3 separate regions of the Zea mays genome follow, and regions 2 and 3 are each linked to region 1. A link is a contact called in public Hi-C data. All regions are on one chromosome and are shown on one strand. Each heading gives the region's core, a stretch centred on a gene start, on an enhancer-like site or on the middle of the called end of the contact. The rest is flanking DNA. Distances are from core to core; before and after follow the strand shown. Region 1 holds the start of LOC103633515 (protein transport protein SEC31 homolog B). Region 2 holds the start of LOC100191618. Region 3 holds the start of LOC103633514 (Lactoylglutathione lyase / glyoxalase I family protein).

Evidence for each region. Hi-C and Micro-C count contacts between places; a contact is called where the count stands out from the background.
Region 2: a Hi-C map of leaf shows a contact between it and region 1, with 4 times the contacts expected there. The contact joins the promoter of LOC100191618 here to the promoter of LOC103633515 in region 1. A contact is called at or near these places in 2 of 25 Hi-C or Micro-C datasets (ear and leaf).
Region 3: a Hi-C map of leaf shows a contact between it and region 1, with 5 times the contacts expected there. The contact joins the promoter of LOC103633514 here to the promoter of LOC103633515 in region 1. A contact is called at or near these places in 11 of 25 Hi-C or Micro-C datasets (bundle sheath, ear, endosperm and 3 more) and 2 of 3 datasets of contacts at active chromatin or transcription factors (leaf and seedling).

What each region holds. Positions count from the first base shown.
Region 1 is chr7:179,920,645-179,924,684 of Zm-B73-REFERENCE-NAM-5.0, forward strand. LOC103633515 (protein transport protein SEC31 homolog B) reads left to right here and starts at 1,681. Exons shown (of 22, transcript XM_008655197.3): 1 at 1,681-2,247; 2 at 2,323-2,380; 3 at 2,463-2,585; 4 at 3,984-4,040. The coding sequence starts at 1,928.
Region 2 is chr7:179,667,043-179,671,082 of Zm-B73-REFERENCE-NAM-5.0, forward strand. LOC100191618 reads right to left here and starts at 2,329. Exons shown (of 4, transcript NM_001137047.1): 1 at 1,488-2,329. The coding sequence starts at 1,954. It overlaps LOC111589828 (small nucleolar RNA Z247), which reads right to left and starts at 175; the gene lies at 38-175.
Region 3 is chr7:179,778,346-179,782,385 of Zm-B73-REFERENCE-NAM-5.0, forward strand. LOC103633514 (Lactoylglutathione lyase / glyoxalase I family protein) reads right to left here and starts at 2,032. Exons shown (of 2, transcript NM_001159159.2): 1 at 1,671-2,032; 2 at 1,051-1,553. The coding sequence starts at 1,957. The coding sequence ends at 1,187.

The sequences.
Region 1 (4,040 bases), core at 431-2,930:
ACCTTGTTCTTGTAACCACGTCATGTTCATCTTACTTGTTTCGAAAGACCCACTTGGTTCCAATCACGTTTTTCTTAGTTCTTTCAACCAAGGACCAAACTTCATTCCTTGTAACCAAGGTGTTGCATATCTGTATCTGCAATATCATGTGTGTTTGTATTAAATTTTGAATTTCCATTTAATATTCCTTTTCGTTCGTTTTTATACACCAGTTTATCTCACTTCTATTGTTTCCGACTATTCGACGACCGCTGGAGCTCCAGGCCCGCTGGCCCCACCCACCTCGTTTTGAGTTTCGACAATCCATAGTTTTTTTATTCGTGCAAATTTGTCAAAATAGTTAGAAAGAATCAGAGAAAGTGGTAAGTGGAGCTTATCAAAGGATAAATTAGGTCGTCTCAATCAAATTATCTAGAGTCAAACAAATATTTTGGATTTGGAGTCAAACACTGTAGATCATAGATTCAAACTATGGATCAGATTCACTAGTAGAGCTGTCTCAATTTGATCCACATATTACAGATACATGTTGGAATCTAAAATGGTCCACGTCACTTATGTTAGTTCGTTTAGTTTTAATCCGTATAAGCTTCCGACAGCTGCCTTTTTAACAGGAAGCGAACAGCTGAACGACCCTTGATCGCTCGTAAATAGGTAGGGCCTGTTTGGAATAGATTCTGTGCAGCTTCTGGTGGGGAAAAGCTGGATCTCGATGCCAAACGCCTGAATTCTCCACTTGGGTAGTGTTTGGTTGGAGAGCCAAGTAGAACGGAACCGTTCTGTTCCAGTTTTGTTGTTGTTTGGTTACAAAGTAACTAGAACGGAATGGCTTCAATTAGAGAATATTCTCCTCAGATCCGGAACCATTCCGCTCCAAAAAATCAATGGAACGGAGCCGCTCCGTTCCAATCCCGCTCTCACAGTCACGCTCCGTTCCGTTCACTCTGCAACCAAACAAAAAATAGAACCGCTCCGTTCCAGATTACCAAACACAGAACAGAGCGGCTCCGTTCCTAGAATCAGGGATGGAACGGCTCCGTTCTACTTGGCTCCTCAACCAAACACTACCTTGATTCTCCTTGAAGCGCTTCTTTCCACTGCACCGTTTCAACGTGGATGGAGAATCGGCTCTACGGCCGCGTCGCGAGGAAGCGGGTGATTCCTGCACTACCTCTTTACATTCTGCACACTAGTGTGTGATGCTGTTCGTATATTTTAAGATTGAGTATAGCGTGGCAAAAGGCAAGGAACGTGTTCGATTCCAACGAAGGTTTAACTCACGTAAATTCAACACATGTTTCTGATGAAGGTTTAACTCATGTTTGGAACAGTATATCCATGCGCTGCTGCCATTGCAGTTGTTTAGTGTACCTTTAATCCTCATGTTCAGATATTAACAATACCATAATTTGGACATTTAAGCATATATATTTCAGACACTGATATTTAATAATCCTATCAGTCCCGTAATGCACTAGTTGGTTGTCTGTATTTATCTGTTTCTTTTTTAATCAGAATCTACAATTTCATAATCTGCGTATCTAAACATCCAAATTCTACCTACCAATTTCTCTTCACAGCAGCCGAACCAAACACCCAGATTCTAATCATCAGCTTTTACTACAGCCAATTTTTCTTCACAACCAACATTTAAAAAAAGTTCTTTGAAAAAAAGCCGGCCGAAGGCTTCCAAATCAAGCGTCTCAGCACGCCAGGCAGGGTAAGCCGTAAGCGCAAACCCCCGCCCGATCAGATCCGCAGCGATTCGGCCAAGTCCCGAACGGCCGAACCCCTCTCCCGCTGCATCACCACCACCTCTCTTCTCTTTCCTCTTCGATCTCGATCGCCCTCGCAATTCCTCCGTAAAGCGCCCCTGCCCTGGGCGAGCTATAGCGCGCGCGCCCAGATCTGCGCGGTCTCGCCGGCGATGGCGTGCATCAAGAGCGCGCAGCGGGCGGCGCTGACGGCGTTGGCGCCGGACGCGCCGTACCTCGCCGCGGGCACCATGACCGGCGCCGTCGACTTGAGCTTCTCCGCCTCCGCCAACATCGAGATCTTCCGCCTCGACTTCCAGTCCGACTCCCCGGACCTCCCGCTCCTCGCCGCCGCGCCCTCCCCGGACCGCTTCAACCGCCTCTCCTGGTCGCGCCCGGGCGCCGTCGAGGGCGACTCCTTTTCGCTTGGACTCCTCGCCGGTGGCCTCAGCGACGGTTCCGTCGCCGTGTGGAACCCGCTGAGCTTGATCAGGTCCGGATCCGCCTTCCTCGCTCCGCTTCGCACTTGGGATCTGCTCCCGTTCTGACTGAATTGCCGCTGTTTCAGCTCCGAGGGGAAAGCGGAGGACGCCATGGTCGCGCGTCTGGAGAAGCACACCGGACCGGTGAGTTGCGCGGGGCTGGCTAGTTAGTTTTACGCACCTGGCGTTCGTCGTGCGATGATCGCGTTTGTGTTCGGTCTGCCAGGTTTGTGGACTGGAGTTCAGTGAGCTGACACCGAATCGGCTCGCTTCTGGGGCTGAGCAGGGGGAGCTTTGCATCTGGGATCTCAAGAACCCCGTTGAGCCAATTGTGTACCCTCCACTCAAGGTACTTGCAGTTTTGCACAGAGCTTATCCTCATACAAGAGGATTAAGGATTTGCCTGATTGGTTAATGGTTATTCGTGAGATGCATGGTTTCTGCTACTTATGGCTTCTAATGATTCAGTAGTGCTTTTCATTCCATGGTAAACATGATTTCACCGTGCTTGCTTACGATGACCCTAGCATGATTTTTGCCATTCCAGCAAGGTTATTAAAACGATAAAACATTGAAACACTCATGGGTGAAGTTTTGACTTTTAAACACAAAGTTTAAACGTAGTTTTAAACAAAATATGAAAAATACAAATATATCATAATTTCAGACAATAATATAATAACATGAAGTTAAATACCAAAACAGAGAGGTTAGTGGCTTACCAAAATTTCACCCATGAGCCAGATTGGACCCAACCAAAAGTAACTAACAGATTGGACCCAAAAGTAGCTAATGGTCTAAAACACATGAAACTCTGCGTTCTACAGTTTAGAACGCCAAAATGCGGTTTCAACTATGTAGGAGAGCTGCGTGTCATTTCATTAAGATAGAAAAGAAAACAAGGGTAAGGCTAAAAAAAAGCCTAACCCGAAAAAACACAAGAAAATCCAATTACAAGCCACACCCAATAGGGAGGAACCCAACCAACCCCCACAAATCCTAAGGATTAGAGGGCAACGACATGGCTAGGAGCTTCTGAAGATTGATGGCTCCAGCCATGTACCAAACAGTGCACTCACCGGCCACTTTTTTGAAGGACAGCTTCCACCTGAGGTGCCAGACCATCAAACGTAGTTTTAATAACACTGCATTCCAGACGGTCATGTTTTATGTTTTAATATACCCCCTCCATCCCAAAATATAGTTCTTTCTAGCTCTTTTTTTACGTCCACATTCAAATGAATGATAACGAATATAGACATACATACAAACTACATTCATAGGTTAATTAATTAATGTTTGTTTCGTCTGAAATGAATTATATTTTGGGACGGAAGGAGTATGTAGTAGCATTCTCATTTTTAATTTCCATTTAGTATGAGCAGAACTGGCTACAGCGCTACACTATTTGATGCACAGATGAAGTTGGGGGACTTCTGATTGTGTAAGATTATAGTCGTAGCCGCCTGGATGTTTGTGCCTGTGATACACTAGTCTGTTGAATGCAAACCAAGTCCCCCCCTCCCCCAATATCCTTCATGTTATCTTACTGCATATCCATGCTTGTTTATTCATATGATTGATGGGAGTTGCTGTTAATGGAAAATAAAGTTGGGGTTTAGGGCTCGTGACATAGCTGGAAAGCAGGATGTATTTGGGTATTTCAGCCGTGTCACTATGTTCTGGCTACATTATTCGGATCCACCTTTTTTAGCATGTAATCAAATTTTTAAAATAATTTTAACAGAGTGTTGGGTCCCATGCTCAAGCTGAAATCTCTTGTTTATCCTGGAATCCCAAGTTT
Region 2 (4,040 bases), core at 1,079-3,578, 250 kb before region 1:
GACGATGAGGAGCTAGAACTGCAGAGATCGACTCGTGACTCAAAAGATAACATATGTGCAGTAATTCGCTAACCGTAATTGGTTTTGCTCGAACAAGGAAAAAATTAACAACAGAATCGAAGTCTTCGTCTAATCCAGCAAGTATGTACTAAACAAGGTCTTCATCGTCAAGGGGCTTGCCAGCTGACACCATCTCATCACCAAGGTTTTGCATCTTGGCGATGTACTCCATCACGTATGAAGTGTTCTTCTTGGTGTTCACCAGTGCCATGTGTGTAGTCACCGCGCAAGCTCTAGTCTGCACGACAAACTAACCTTCAATGGCGGCCCAGGCTTCTGCAACAGTCTTCGTTCTTGCAAGGTGAACCAAGCTCTCTTTGGTGACAGAGATAAGGATGAAGTTGAGCACTTATTGATCTGAGGACAACCAATCTTCGTACTTGGGATTTGGAACCTTCTCGGTCTTGACGCCTTTCTTCTCTTTCATCTCAACTAGGGGCATCGACTTCTTCCTGTTGATGTAGCCTTCTAGATGGGCTCCCTGGATGGTAGCTCCAATCTGAGCTCGCCAGGTTGCATGGTTGTTCTTGGAAAACTTTTCGATGATCAGCTAAAGAACCACATGCATGGGCAATGAAGTCGAGCTACTAGCCTGGCGTTGTCTCGCCGGTCAGGCTCCGATGAACGTACAAAACAAACAAAGACAACGACATATGTGTGGTGCTCTACATCAATAGATGTGAGCCTGCATGTTCTTCAAATAGACAAAGGTGCTCTACATCAATAGATGTGAGCCTGCATGTTCTTCAAATAGATAAAGACAAAAGAGATTACATGATATATTCAACTTACTCCAACTTAGATATGAATATCCTAATCTACTTGTAAGACGGTTGGTGTAGAGATCAGATCCTATACGACTTATCTAATAATAAGAACATACAAAAACTGAATGCACTTCACCTCAAGACAATAGTACTTGTGAATACAAAGTGACTAAAAGAACTTAAGGGGCAGGGCAACCAGCCACCATGCACACCAGCATCTCTCAGTTTTACAACATATACAAAGTTGAAGTTTAACCAACATGATCTTGGAAACGACTATTGTGCAATCAAACCTTATGTGCAAACGTGCAAGGGAGCGTCCTAGTCTGTTAGATCATGATCCAACCGTATGTCATATTTAACACTTAAACACTTCCACCACCAGCTCACATAGATTTATTAACACACCACAGTTATATCTACAGTTGGATCATGATCTAATGATCTGATGAACCAGGATGTTGGTTTGCACGCTTTCACATAAGGCATGATTGTACAGTAGTCGTTGCCCATAATCTTAGAGCACATACATCATTTCCTACTCAAGATAATGATCAATTTAGCAAGTTCCAATTGGGCAGGTCAGTTCAATTTGGCAGGCACCACAAAGTTTTGTGACATGCACACCCGTCTCACACACATAGGGTAAGGAAGACTCACCACATGCTGCCGCGGTACTTGAGGGTGTATGGGCCGCTCTCGAGCGACCTCCCGAAGTGGGTATGCACCTTATCCTGACCCTTGCCGCTCTGGTCGACGAGCGTGAGCTCGAACAGCGCGCGCACATCGGTGCCCTCGCTGGCGAGGGCTATGAAGAGCGAGACGTAGGCAGCGCCGTCCTCGGCGCTCTTCCCGTCGGGGTAGAAGTAGATCGCCCAGTCGAATCCCCCCACGTTGAAGGACTCGGAAGCGATGAACTTCCCCACCCCGATTCCCTTGGAGAGAGAGTAGCCCGCGATTTTGAAGTGGTGGGAGCCGTTCACCGTCTTGGTGACCGACGTGGACGCCGTCTCTGAAGGAGCCGAGGAAGGGGAGGCGGAGGACGACGCGGCGAGCGTCGAGAACGGCCGCCCTGCGGCGGGGGAGGCGGAGGAGGGGCCGCCGCGACAGACACGGCCGGCGCCCATCGCGGAGAAACGGATCGAGATCGGGCTAGGGTTCCACCCCGAGCGGCGGCGATTCGGCGCGGATCGGGGCGGGGGCGCCGGATTCAGACGCGGGGATTCCAGTGTGTGTGGGGGTGAGGGGGCGAGATGAAACGGAGACTCGCAATGAAACGATGGCGATGGCGATGACGATGGCGATGGCGATGACGAGCCGGCGAGGAGGTGGTGTGTGGTTTTGTTTGGGTTGGTACGGGTTCTCTTTGGGTTTCGCCTGGGGGTAATAATATACGTACGGCTCGCCGTCGACGACTGGCCCGGAGCACCCGGAGACGACAGAAGGTTGGATGGACACCTGAAACCTGATGACCTGAACTCGCGTTGCTGTTTGCCAGGCAGGCAAACCAGCTTGCGTCCGGTAAGACCGGTTTGAGGAATTTTCTATATAATACTAGACTAGTTAGCGTTTTATATATTACTAGTTAATGACCCGTGTGTTGCTCGAGTATATTATGTTTGATGAGTAATAACCATAACAAAGACGTATCAATGTTACATAATACAATGCTTGTGTATTATGATGCCACACAAAAACAGATATTACATTTTATCTTGGTTAAAAGACCTAAAGAGATATGAGTTAGAAAGGAACATACACCGTGTGTCGCTTTTCTGTCGTGTTGGGTTTGTATGATTTTTCACGGTGTATCCGTGATGTAGCGGCCCACTAATACATCCTTAGGTAGCTTTCACGGCCTATAACAGTTGGTAAGGGAGGTGAATAGGCATACGTATTTCGCGCGTGAAGCATGACGACCATCGAAACTGATGTTTTATAGTAGTAGATAGATAGATTATAGTAGTAGATAATACTCTCTATCCTAAAAACAATAAAAACATCTATTTTCTAATGATATTAACTATAAAAAAACATGGTATCAAATTAACATCATTTTGAAATGTAGTTTCATAACTTACCTCTTTGATGTGATAAATATTAATATTATTTTGTATCTTTCTGCTTAAATTTTATGATAGCTTGTTTTAGGATAAATTTTGATTCCTTGTATTTCAACACAAAAGTGGTAGTAGTGTTTATAAAGCACACTTAGTTGTATTATAAAATCAGTTTCTTAAAAGGAACATGGTGCAACGATGGTTTAGGCTAGCTGCATCGGTTCCCGCCAGACCGCCCCCTCCCCTCGATCTCGTGGCTACAGGAGCTCCCACGGCTGCAGCGGTGTCCCCTATAAGGCCCCGGCCGGCGGAAGTGAATAGAATTCCGCCAGAAACAGCATGAGGACACTGGCTCCCCTTTCTTTGTTCGCGTGTACGTCAGTTTTTTTAATAGTTGAAGAAACTTGATAATATATGATGAATATGGTTGAATAATGATATTTTATGATTGTAGTGTGGTATAGAGAGAATATAGGAGGAACTGTTGCGGGAGATGAAAAGTAGAAGGTAGAATCTAGCTAAGGTGGCACAAAAGTAGGCTATAGGGAGACAAATTTAAAGAAAACCACTGCGGATACCTTTATCCTTAAATCTTATAGCGAGGGCGCTACTTCGATCATGATCTAAAATTGAGAGGAAACATGTGCTTTTAAAATTTTGGACTCTAACGATATGTTTTTTAAATTTTCAAAAACAAGGTAATTCTAAAGGAGACGTAAAATACAAGTAGCACGAGACAAGCAATGATCGTTCAACTTAGTTCACGTATTAAAACCATTTCTACACCCAATCGACCTCCATTGGGCTAAAAGACTCCAACCAATCCATTCAGACGATCATATCACAGTGGGGTAGTTTGAAAAATGTTAAGTCTGACACGAACTCATATCCTTGTATCTAACACTTGGCCTGTAATATGGCGTGCTGGCAAGGTACTACTGCTCCATTAGCCACTTGCACATGCAGACAAGAAGATTTCTGTGATACACCTTGCAAGGACTGCTTCCACTTGTCATTCAAGAATGAATGAGAACTTCCACCGTCAATAAGAATCAATGGTGGTATTCCTTGAATACAGGGCAGTAATTTCAAAGTATGTGGAGTTTCTGAACCCAGCCATGCTGCTTTGGAAATTGATAGAAACAGTTGTGCA
Region 3 (4,040 bases), core at 782-3,281, 140 kb before region 1:
ACTTGGAGTATACACAATAATTCTTTCATAATTCTTCCCTAAATACTTTTAGCCCGCCACCAATAATCACTTTTTAGTGATAACATTTTAGCATCCTTTGGAGTTTGCTCTTTTAGTGGTAACTTTTTAGCATCCTTTTGGAGTTTGCTCTTAGTTTTAAGTTTGCTTTTAGTTTTAGATACGGAAAAGTACAATAAGACTAAAATAGAAAAAAATTAGCATCCTTTTGGGGTTTGCTCTTAGTTCCAAAAGTTTGCTCTTAGTTTTAGATACGGAAAACTAGAATAGAAAAAAATAGAGGTTTTAGATACGGAAAACTAAAATAGAAAAAAATAGAGAGACTGTCCATAGAACATCTAAGTATGATTACTGAGCTAAAAAAGAGCCCATAGTATGTATGACTACCTTGCAAGTTTCGCCCACGAGAATATCAATTTCTACTTGTTATTGGCAGCACCGATGGTTTGATCGGTTTGTCAGTATTCAGTGTCATGACGCTGAAAATGGCGCTAAATAGGCTTGTGTTCAAAAGGCAAAGAAGTAAAGGAGGATGTGGTTGTGGGCCGGCGTCTGCGTAAGCCCAGTGCGCGCTATCCTGCGAGCGTATGGGCTAGCTAGCGGACTATTGTAACGCGCTATCCGCTCTCCTGTGACGTATGGACTAGCTAGCGGCCTATTGTAACAGTAGACAAGTATAAAAGAGCGAAGGCGTATACCATAAAAGGATATGAATGATACAACATAATTCCATACCCTGTTCTATTATCTCCTATTATCGTATTCCTTCATCCAGATAGCTGTAGCAGTAGAAGGCGTGTAATGGTTGTAGTCAGGTTCAGTTTAGATATTTTAGCCTGCCCTACTATAGCCCGCTAGAACCAAGCAGTGTCCAGGCTAGGCTGTCGGTTGCCTATTTAGACCTGATTGAGAATTCATCTTCCACGGTTTAGTTTCACAGTTATTCCACGGTTCATCTTGCTAAGAATCTCCTGGTAACCGAAGCAGGTCAAAACTAGAACAAATTCGAATTCAAAACTGAAACTCGGCAGGAAACACGACCCAGAATCCAGCATAATTAAGAGCCCTCGGCGATTATATGAGCCACAAACTATTTCTCCCCCTGTGGTGCTGGGCTGCTGGCCTTGGAGGGCAGAGGGTCACGCGGACGCGAAAGCCCCCTCCCCCTCTACTCGTCGCTGCCGGCGACCATGCGCACGGGCGGGTTGTGGCGGTCGCGGGGCAGCCTGAGGCGGCCGAAGGCGCCGGCGGGGACGAGCTCCAGGTTCTCGCAGTTGCAGATCTCGATCATGAAGCCGTCCGGGTCCCTGAAGAAGAGCTGGTCGATGGGCGACCCTTCCTCCTCGTTGATGGTCCGCTTCATGTACCGCACGCGCATCTCCCGCAGCCGCCGCTCCATGGCGCCCATGTCCTCGCACTGGAACGACACGTGGTTGTCCATGGGGTCCAGCTCCGCCTCCTCCGGCCTCACGTCGGGGGCCCGCCGCGCGTCGTCGCGCTGCACGAGGTGGATACCCACGCCGTAGTTGAAGAGCCTGTAACCAGGAGCAGCAGGAGATGATTGTCACCTCATGGCTCGTGCATGTGTGAACTAATGGTCCGTTCGAACAAGTCAGCCGGCCAAGCCAAGTATATATATGGTCCTTAGATACCATGCGCCGGAGAAGTCGAGCGCCGGCGGGCGCTGGATGAGCACGAAGCCGAGCGCCTTGACGTAGAACCGGACGGAGGCGTCGACGGATTCGCACAGGCGGGAGATGTGGTTGAGCGCCATCATCGGCGTCGCCGGCACGTCCTCGTACAGCTTCGCCGAGACGGCCGAGTCGTGGGTCGGGTCACCGACGAGCTCCTTCTCCGCGTGACGCCCTCCTCCTCCGCCCGCTTCGTCCTGCAGCAGCTGCCGGCCCGCAGCCGCCGCGTCCCTGCACGCTTCTCCCATGGTCAGTCTCAGTCCTGGCCTCTTGGGGGTGTTCTACTCTCCACGCGCTGGCTGGGTGTCGATCCGATCCGCCACAGACCAGAAGCGACGCCACCCGCGCGGCGCTACCTATAGAAGGCGAGCGGGGCTCTGCGTGCACGTGACCGTGACGCATGGCGCGGGAGCGCGGTCGTGCCGTCGCGCCGGAATGCCACGTTCCCATGCGCCGCTTGCATGGATGGGTGGCCTCGGCCGACGTGGCGGCCGTAAGGCCCGCCACGGCAGTAGCCTGGGACTGGGACTCGAGAGCGCGCGCCCCTGTCAGGTCGGCACCGTGTGGCCGCCAAGCGGCCAAGGTGGCGTGCTGACGCCGTCTGCTACACTCTGCTTGCAGGCATGCCATGCGCCCATGCCCATGCCCGTGCCCCAGCCCCTTGAGTCCGAGCGGGCACGTGTGAGTTACTGAGTTGCGAGCGCCACCGTCACCCCACCCATGCATGCGCCCGAACTTTTTGTATTTTGTCCGTTTCTCTGAAAAAAATTCACGTTTAGACCTTAAAAAATTTTAATGTCACTTTTGGACCCTTTACTCGGCGTCATAGCCTATAGCGCCGAGGTAACACATCTCGGCGCCATAGGCTATGACGCCGAAGAACGTGTTGCGCTGGCACAACCTAGACGACGTGGCGCCAACGTGGCACCGAGCTCGGCGCCAAGATCTATGCCGCCGAGCTCGAATATGTAATGACAAAACTCATCTAGCTTAGTCGGTAGAGTATAAGGTTTTTAACCTTGAGGTTGTGGGTTCAAGTCTCATGGTGGGCGTTTAATAGTTTTCTTTTTTGTCTTTGTCACAAATTTGTTTTTTGTTGTCCATATTTTTTGTTTATGTTGCTGATTTGTCCGTCCAGATTTATTTCTCATCTAGATTTTTTTTGTTTTTGTGACTGATTTGTTTATTCATCTATATATTTTTTTGTTTTTGTTTATTCAAACTCCGTAACGCAAGGACCATGTACATAAATAACCCACCCTTTAGAAGTACGGAGTACTTTATAAAATCATCCCGTCGTTGTACTTTACCACAAATGTGTATTGAATATCACTCTACCAACTAAGCTAGACAAGCTTTGCAATTATATATCCGAGCTCGGTGCCATAGATCTTGGCGCCGAGCTCGGTGGCACGTCGGCGCCACGTCGTCAGGGGTGGGACAGCGCAACACGTACCTCGGCGCCATAGGCTATGGCGCCGAGCAAAGAGTCCAAAAATGACATCAAAATTTTTTAAGGTCCAAACCTGAATTTTTTTCTAAGAAAAGGACAAAATACAAAAAATTCGGTGCATGCGCTAGGTTGTGATATGCCGCAAGGTGTCACAAGGGTTCACCAATTTCGTTTACATTGATCGAATTTCGACCAAATTTTGACTTTTATATTTTTATATTTTGAATTAAAATCCATTTAAAATTGGGCTGAAATTAGTTTTTCGGTGAGTAGCGAAAACGGAAAATATTACCAAAATTCGTTGATCTCGTTCCGGAAAATTAAACCCCGGTGTCACTACTAGTCATGGGTCGTGCTTCGGTCTAGAACGAAAAGTCCCAAAAACTTGCAGGTTTAGTCTAGCTTTAAATTAAGTAGGATCTTCATCGCACCATGTTAACCTAAGCTCGATCTATATATTTGAACCACATAAAAATCTAAATATTGTAACCATATAATGTCTATAGCTTATTAAATTAAAGAAATTAAACACTATAAGTTTTATTGGCCCAAGCCGATCTAAGATTGGCACATGCATGTGGATCGTGTCGGATCTCAATAGGCCGAAAATTGAGGTCCTGTCTAGATCTACCTTCGAACCGTGCTATTTTGATCATATCATTTTATGTTGAGCCATACTTTAGTCTCTTATTTTTTGACCGTCGAGCTAGCCTAAAAAGCTCTGTTCATATTTCTAGCCCTAACAATGTCATGCTCAGCACTTACTAGCATATGTCTATGCGTTGTCAATAAATCTAAAATTTTCAATACATAAGATATAGAAAATATGGTGAATAAAAAATGAATAGAAAAATAAATTTTAGTTTACCTTAATAAGC